2 separate regions of the Triticum aestivum genome follow, and region 2 is linked to region 1. A link is a contact called in public Hi-C data. All regions are on one chromosome and are shown on one strand. The core of a region is the stretch at or near the end of the contact, and the rest is flanking DNA. Distances in the headings are between cores, read along the strand shown.

Region 1 (4,355 bases), core at 772-3,271:
TCAAAATATGTTCACAATTAAAACAATGTAAATAGTATAAAATTTCTATGATTTTAGAAAATGTTCGAAAATCTACAATTTGTTTTATGAATTTGAAAAATGTGCGTGATTTCAGATATGTTCACGAGTTTTAGAAAATGTTCATGATTTTCAAAAATTGTTCACAATTTCACGAAAATGAGAGTGATAGTGTATCTCGGTGATGCAGCAAAATGTGGTCATGTCCATTGAAGATTATAATTTTTTTTCTCTCGTTGCAATGCACGAGCCCTTTTGCTAGATCAAAAAATGTTCAATAATTTCAAAAATTGTTGCACCAATTTTAAAAAAATATTCGTTGATTCTAGAATTGTTCATGGATTCAAGAAAGTTGTTTAAAAATATATTCACTATTTAAAAAATGTTTGCAAATTGTATAAAAGGTCCATAAATTCAAAAAATGATCTTGATTTTAGAAAATGTTCGAAATTTTGTAATTGTGTTCATGGATTTGAAAAATGTTCACAATTTTAGATATGTGCACAAGTTTAAAAAAATGTTCATCATTTCAAAAATTGTTCATGATTTCATGAAATTGAGTGATAGTGTATCTCAGTGATGCAGCAAAATGTAGACGCACAGGCCCTTGTACTAGTAGCTAAAATGTCTTTATTGTATTGGACGAGACACGTATACCATGAAAAACGTATGCGCTACGAGAGAGAACACGTAGTAGCACACGAAGACCACACACACCGGACGTCACAAGCGACGTCTCAGCTAGCTTGGCACGATTAAGCCATGCATGGACGTGCATGGATGCCTTCCACGGATGAGTGGAAGGGGTCAATCGAACTGGACGAGGGAGCTGTACACAGTGTCGGGCTGCCAGTCGGCCGGGATGACCTGCCCGGCGACGAGCGACCTGCCGGACTCGTTGGTGACCCGCAGCGAAAAGGGCCCCTGCAGCGGGCGGTGCGTGTCCAACCGCCAGATGGAGCCCCACGACTCCCTCATCGGCGTCCAGACCCCAGTCGGCTCACCATTGTCCGGCCGCGACTCCATGAGGTCCACCTGCGCCACGTCGCCGTCGCCGTTCTCGTACTCCACCAGGATCGCCAGGTAGTTCGGGTTCGACCCCTGCTCCACGTGGAACGTCACCGACAGCCCCGGGTACTGGCACGGCACCCTCTTGAACTGCATGTCGATGATGCCGGCGTGGCGGAGCTCGTCGTTTCGGCCGTCCTTGGCCATGGCGCCGAAGGCGGTGCCGCTGAGGTCGAAGTGGTAGCGGGCCACCGGGTAGTAGTTCATGTCGGTGATGATCACCGTCTCAGGGACGCCGGAGCACGCTGCGTGAGCCACGCACCTTATCTGCACGCAACGCAACGCAACAATCCAAGATCCATCAGCCTGGAAAAACAAACGAAACGACAAGCACTCTACCGTCACTGTCAAGTAACTGCAATGTCGGCCACAGCAGCTGACCTGGTAGCACGAGCCGCATCCCTTGCCGTCCTTGAAGAGCGGCTCGTTGCCGCACGACGTCATGGCGTTGAACGGCGGCAGGTTCACGTTCTTGAACCCGCACGCGCCACCATTGTCGTCAGGCCCGGCGCCTCCGGGAGCGCCGTACCAGGTGGCCCTGGCGTCGAGCCAGCCGCCGCCGTCGACGTTGGTGCCGGTGCCGGTGCCGGGGCTGGGGGTGGGGGTAGCGGGGGCGGGTGTAGGCGTGGGGGAGTGTCCAGGGCAGAATATGGCAGGCAGAAACCAAAAGCAGCCGCAGCAGCCATCGGCGGCGAGGAGGCAGAAGAGGGCGACCGCAACGGCGTAGGCGGAGGCCGCTGCCATCGCCCGCTTTCGCTGGTTACTCGTTGCCGTACTCTGGTGGTTAATGGCTTGATGCAGTTGGTGGGCGTGTGAATTTATAGGCCGGCAACTCAAGTGCTAAGCTTCTTCTTCCTCTACCAGATCAAATCAAGAGGAGGAAAAGGACGAAGGAATGAATGAACGGAGATGGCGGATGGAGAAAGGAGGAGCCAGACGTGATGGCAGGGCCGGTTCACATGTGGATGGCGGGACTCGCCCAACTGGCTGCTATACACCATTACCCGTGATCACGGGATGCATTTCTCTCTGCTTTTAAAAATCATCAACCATACATACATACTGCATTACAGGTGCTTCCTCCATGTATTTATGCCTGCAGCCAGCATAGCATCATGCCCATTGCAGATCATAGAGGCATCTTTTTCTTGGAGTTTTGTACGGAGTCGTAGCAATGTACATATACGGCCACATGATCCGTCTTGCAATCAGTGACGAGCTTGTTTTATTTTGTACTGCGAAAATACCAAACTAGTGCTACGAAAATGCCCAGCTGAAAGTTACGTGTGCGTCGGCAGAGGATCAGGGCATGATACGAAAATATGATAGTGGTTACGTACAAGATACCGGTGAAATGGTATGAAAACACGAGTATCCAGTGACATACTAACGAAGCATCCAAATATCAGCAGAAAAAAAAGAACATCGAAAGATACAATGTTGGATGTAACCCATAGTCAGTTCACCATTTCTTTTAATACATGTAACTTAGTTGTACTCGCATATAGTGGCGGTGCCAAGATTTAACTAGGACCAAGATTTAACAGTGTCCTACCTACTACAGTTAACAAAGAGATTTTAGGCCACGCCCCACGCGGCAGCTCGGCCTGCCTAGGGCTTGAGTGTAATGATATGGATACAATATTAAAAAAACTACAATGTAGCTCTTGCATTTAGTAATTATAATGAAACCTCTTAGAGACCTCTTCTTTGTGGTATTAATCCTTGAAGGTCAAATGCAATAAAAGTTTCCGAAAGCCCTTGAATCACTCATCCAAAGAGATGAAAAGTCATAAGCGGCCAAGCCAACGTATTTGAGGAAGATGGGGAGAGCAAATAGTCAAACCACAAGATCTTCGCCATAGTGTCAAGGTAAGATTTCAACAAATAGTCAAACCACAAACAGAAGCAACATGACACACTAGATCCGGACAATCGACTCTGCAAGACACAAACCCCTCTGATTCCATGGCCGATTCTTTTAACCATAGTAAATTGTTTTTTTTTTTGCAAAAATGACTCAGATCTGTTACAAAGATTTATTAGAAGTACGAAGCATCCTAAACATAATAAAAATGACATCGAGGTCCCTGAACCACCGAACGACCATTGATGTCGGTAGAACAACCCGTCCACCCGCTGTTATCGCCGCTCCCGTACTAGAGTCGGTCTGACCTTATCGATAACAACTGAAAAGTAATAAGTGCACGTGCTCCTAAAGCCCAGTGCCTTGGAGCCGCAATGTTCGCCGTTGAACCCTTGAACCGATCCAAAGAACCAAATACCAGATCTCGCAATCACATACTCAGGACGAGAAACCCTGACATCGACACCCCGAGGGCCTAGCTGAAATCTACGCCGGTGTTCCATCTAATTCATCCTGATAGATGAACTGGAGGAGGATCAAAGCCTGAAAGACTGATATGAAGAAGCGTCGCCATCCACCTAAGCGCTGCCCTGCATGGACTAAAAAGCCTAACCTATCTAATAGTCGGAGCCGAGGCACTAGAATTTCCCTCCCCGCCACCAGTTGTCAGAGCAGCTAACGAAGGGGAGAAGAATCCACGAGCTTGCCGATGAAGATCGATGGGGGGGAGACTTGGCCCTAATCAACTTGCGGAAAAAGGACAATAGCAATTTTATCCGCAAAAGCACAGCCACCACTAATGTTTACAACGACCATAAAATTCTCACTTGCCTTCGAAGCACAACCATTTTTATGTCGATTTTCTGTTCGTTTGTTTGATTTTTTTCCTCTTTTTTCTCTTTTGGTTTCTTTTTTTAAGTTTCTGAACTCTCTTTTCAAATCCAGAGCTTATTTAAAATCTGTGAACCTTTTTCAAATTCATTATTTTTTTCCAAATACTTGAACTTTTTAAAAATCTGTAAAAAAATATTATTGATTTTTTAATTCTTGTTTTTTCTTCAGAAAACCAGATATCTGTTTTGTTTTCCAGGACCAACAACTATTGTTTTCTTAACAACGAGGCTAACGAGCGACGACCAAATGGGCCAGCCCAGGTGTCCTCGGTGGGAGCGCTAGTCACGAACGTGCGCCGAAGTAATCGAGGAGTACTCCTTATGCGCCGCTCGTTGCGGCAAATTGCCGAGCAAACGCACAGGGGCGACTCCAGCTGGGCCGGCCCATTAGCGAAACACAGTAAAAAATACAAAAAAGACTAAAACTGCTGGAGGAGGTAGGAATCGGACCTAGCACCTCCTGTGAGGTACGCACGACCCTAGCCAAATGGGCTATATAAGCTTCCTTG
Region 2 (4,355 bases), core at 615-3,114, 540 kb after region 1:
AAGAAACAGTGGAACAAGTAATCATGTAATTTTTGTTTCTATGCTTATGTCATAGTAAAAGGCATAGCAAGTTCAGTAGGTAGATAGTGCATTCGGTTATGAAAGAAAGCTGAGTAAGGCATACTGAGATAAACATTATTCCTGTTTGCCAACGTTACCATAATTAGTTAATCCGGATGTAAATTTAGCAGTTTATCGAACCAAGAGACCAATACTAACAGAATGTTTACGTGTGAACTGGCGAAATGCGTACAGAAGTATGTAGACATTCAAAATAACCTGGAGGAGTTTTAAAAACACAGTGCATGTGGGTGGCTTACCTTAGCTGGAAACAGCAGAGGATCAAATATCACATCTGACCAGTCATGCAATGCTGACGTTATTTTCTCCACTTTCTTCTTGACACCTGCACAGACATGATATAACCAGTTAGATGCACATATTGAAAAGGTCCGCCCACATACGAACAGGCAAATGAAGCAAACTATAAGACACAAATTCTCACGTTTGTCTATCTTGTCACTGTCCAACCTCTGAGCATCATTCCCAGTGAAGTGGGTGCCCTCCACCCCACCCTTGGCCCATTCATGACATTTTTTGGTGGCTTCATCAGCATAGATTGTAGTCTTGCTCAGTGGGTTCTTCTTAATGGCTTCTTGGCTGCGAAGAGCAGACTTGTCTTTCAGGACGGACCTGTCCTTCAAGGGGTGGCCTTTTTGAATGCTAGGCGCTTGGGGCTTGCTGGTGTTGGACACATCCCGCAGGGCCTTCCTTGCTGATGGCTTTGCTGATGGTTTCAGTGGCCTCGCGTTCAGCCCATCAGTCCTCTTGCCTGCACACCAGGAACACGCTTACAACAGGGAACTTCCATACCATGAATTAGTTTCGAGCGAAAGAAGGCTCACCTCTATGGATTGGCAGGTTCTCATCAAGGAATACAGCAGCTGGAGCTGGGAAAGCCATGGCCGAACAGAAGCCTTTCTTCTTGTACCTCGAAAGCCTGGATGGAATTAAACGCTGCTGCGCAAAGGGAAATCAATCAGACGACAGAAGCAATACACAACGAGTTCCCAACGCTATTGTGCTGTAAAGAAACTTGCAATCAGCATATGGTTTATTTGTTTTTAACATCGGACCACATTGTTTTGTGAAGGCAACCAAGATTCCGCTCACAGATATGAATCAAGGACTTCCCTATCCTATTGTATGGTGTAGAAATTGCAGCTTACACATCAGACCACGTTGTTTCGAAAAGGCAAACCCAGATCTCACATATATTTTAGGTTAACAGCAATCCCGCTGTGGAATATGCAACGCGTGTTCAGAAAGACCACGCTTGGCGTGTCCAAGAAAACAGATCAGAAGACATAAGCGTCGATGCTCATAACCCTGCCCGAGAAGAAGAAGAAGAAGAATACGCGAACCAGATGGATGGACAGGGCGGATTTAGATGGTGGTGCGCCCCGGAAATCGCGAAGGTCGGTGGGATCTCAGTAATCGCTGGATGAGAACAGCCTCGTACATACCTCAATCAAAACCCTATGGCCAAAGGCCGCGGAACGGAGGCGGAGGCAGCAGGAACGCGGTGTCCCGACGGGGAAAGAACGCGAACGGCGACGCGCGGGAGGTAGGAGAGATTTAGAGCCTAGGTCAGGACGCGAGAGGAAGAGGGGGGAGAAGGAGGAGTACCTCGCCGGAGACGCTGGGGAGTTGTTCTTCTTGGCTTGTCCGTGTTCTTGCCTTGTTCGGGGATGGATTGGAGCCAAATGAATTGGGGAAAACTTAGGTAGGGTCTGCGGGAGCGGCGCGGTGGGAAGGAAGAGGGGAAAAGGCGAGGAGCGCAACGGTCGGATTTCGCTGGGCGGTGCGGGAAACTGCCATTGGGCCACGCCCGGTTATTAGGGTTTTCATTTGTTGTGGCCCGGCCCGAGACGGATAGAGCCCTGGGGATAGGGATGTAAAACTCGCGCTTTGTACGGTTATAATTCGAATTTGTCCAAACAAAAATCAGAATTGATAAATGATAAATATACGACATCAGTTTTTTAGACTCTCAACCCGAACGCCCTATGTACCGTCTAATGCACTCACCAATCTTGATGCGTGAATCCCGTGAAACGTCAGCTGCATCAAGTGTTCTCTCTCACGTGATCGGGAGTGAACGCGAGCGACCACGTGTCCATTCAGTCCTTCTCCTTTCTTCTACTCTCCCACCCACTTTCAGTCTACTTTGATCCTTGGGCGTTTAAGTGTGGGTCAACCGCGAACACGAGCTCGGTGTTGGAGATGCTCTTCAACACTAGTCTCCTTTTTCAGGGAATTTAAAGAGTTCATATTCTTCGCTTGTAGAGAAGAGCAAAAAGCATTCCGAAGAATTCGCACATTTGGTTTGCTTTTATCCTTGGCTCGTTTAAGCTTTCTACAACTCTCACATCACACAACAGGTTTTTTTTAAGATTGTTTTTGATTATCCAGATTTTCTAAGGAACGAAGTTTTTCTGTTGGTTTTCGTCTTGTTTCCTTGGAAGTTTTTTTTTCGTGTTTTTCTTTTCTTTTAGTTTAAACTAAATAAAGACTTTTGTTGATACATGAATATTTTTAAAACTTGTTGACATTTTTCAAATTCATCATTATTTTTAAATTTATTCGAGCTTTTAAAATTTTGAATATTTTTGAATTTTATGGATAGTTCTTTAAGTTCATAAAAATAATATTCGTGATCATCTTTTTAAATCCACGAACATATTTTCCATTTTAATGTATAAAATACCGCGTATCCGAATTTCTCTATGGAGACTGAGAAATCATTTTTTGTAAGTGGTTTACCTCAGCAACAAGACAGTGGTGGATGAGCCACGCGACAGTATCGAGTCTAGTCTATGCGTGCTATTTTGGCTGCTCCCGAAATTTTACACATCATCAAGTTTGTGGACACCTCCTATTTTGCGCATAACACGTGAAAAAAAAGAGGAAACACACACTTGAGCGTTGCACGATGCGTGTTGGGATTCTTTCGCTGGCCCATCGTTTGTTCTTTTCCTTTGATGGACGGTTTCTACTTTGTGTACATACGAATGTCTTACATGTTTCCTCGCCATGGATGCCTCCTCCTCGTCCCGACGAGATGATGTAGTGAAGACAGTGTTCATTCCCATAAACGTTGGAGTGATTTTGAAGATCCCGCTATGCACCAAGAGGGTAGATGATTTTTGGGCTTGGGGTGAAGACAGTCGTGGTGCCTTTTCAGTTCAGTCAGTCTATCGAACGATTTTGCATACTAAGTTGAACAGAAAAGTTGGCTGAAATGGCGACATGGATCATCATGATCAAGAAAATAACAGTTGGACTTCTTTACAGAAGATCCGTGTGCCAAGCAAAATCAGGGTGTTCTTGTGGCGTTTGGCGCAACACTCCATACCAACCAGCGAGCTCCTTCACCATCACAGTACGGCCACCATGTTGGTATTACGTCTTTGTGGATCTGAAGATACTTGGAGTCTTGCATTCCTGATTCTTCCCTGGTCAGTAGCCCTTTGGCTTTTTCTCCCGCAGGTTTAGTTGAACACATGTGCCCTAATTAGGATCTAGTGCAAAAAACTGGATCTTCACGCTACACGATTCTATACCACATGATGAGTTCATCAATGGTGGTGACACTTTGGCTGTTTAGCATGTTGAGAAAGGCGATACACGGGGTTATATTCCAAAGCCCGTTATCGACTCATTGTTTCATAATTTCTTTTATGTCTGAGATACATATTTTGCAGAAACCTGCCTCAACAAGCACTAGATCAGCCCCTCCACGATCAAACCATTGGTTGGGTCCACCTGATGGAATATGCAAAATAAATGTTGATGCATCACTGACAAGGAACAAATCGATTGGAGCCGTTGAGAGCAGTATGCAAGGACCACCTTGGAGGATTTTGGGGGCATCTTTTATAGTTTTTGTGTGGATAGAGGATCCAATAGCTTTGGAAGCTCTAGCGCAAGGAAAGCTTTGGCACTAGATGACGATCTATATGTTTATTGGATCCATGTCAAGCAAGGAAGTACAACAAGTTATGGTGCAATTATCCAATAAATCGTTGTCGTTTCTAGAGTCTTTGCTAGGTATAATTTCATACATGAATTTAGAAGCCCGAATGCTGAGTCTCAAAATTTAGCGAGGCATGCTTTATCTTGGGGGTTGGCCACCATATTTGGTCAGGTCATATCGGATCCCTTACATTCATTGCTGTAAACATTGTGACAATTTAATAATGCTTTGTGAGATTGTCTAAAAAAAGCTTACATGTTATCCTCCTCCTTTTTGCCCTTTTTAAAATTTCGTAGAAAAGGTAGAAAATTAGGTT

What was found. A called contact is a pair of places that touch in the nucleus more often than the background predicts.
Region 2: a Hi-C map of leaf shows a contact between it and region 1, with 7 times the contacts expected there. The contact joins the promoter of LOC123137409 here to the promoter of LOC123134219 in region 1. A contact is called at or near these places in 2 of 5 Hi-C or Micro-C datasets (both in leaf).

What each region holds. Positions count from the first base shown.
Region 1 is chr6B:446,670,273-446,674,627 of IWGSC CS RefSeq v2.1, forward strand. It overlaps LOC123134219 (expansin-B7), which reads right to left and starts at 2,022. Exons shown (of 2, transcript XM_044553503.1): 1 at 1,468-2,022; 2 at 632-1,353. The coding sequence starts at 1,830. The coding sequence ends at 826.
Region 2 is chr6B:447,205,895-447,210,249 of IWGSC CS RefSeq v2.1, forward strand. LOC123137409 reads right to left here and starts at 1,865. Exons shown (of 6, transcript XM_044557160.1): 1 at 1,690-1,865; 2 at 906-1,017; 3 at 506-832; 4 at 321-406. The coding sequence starts at 963.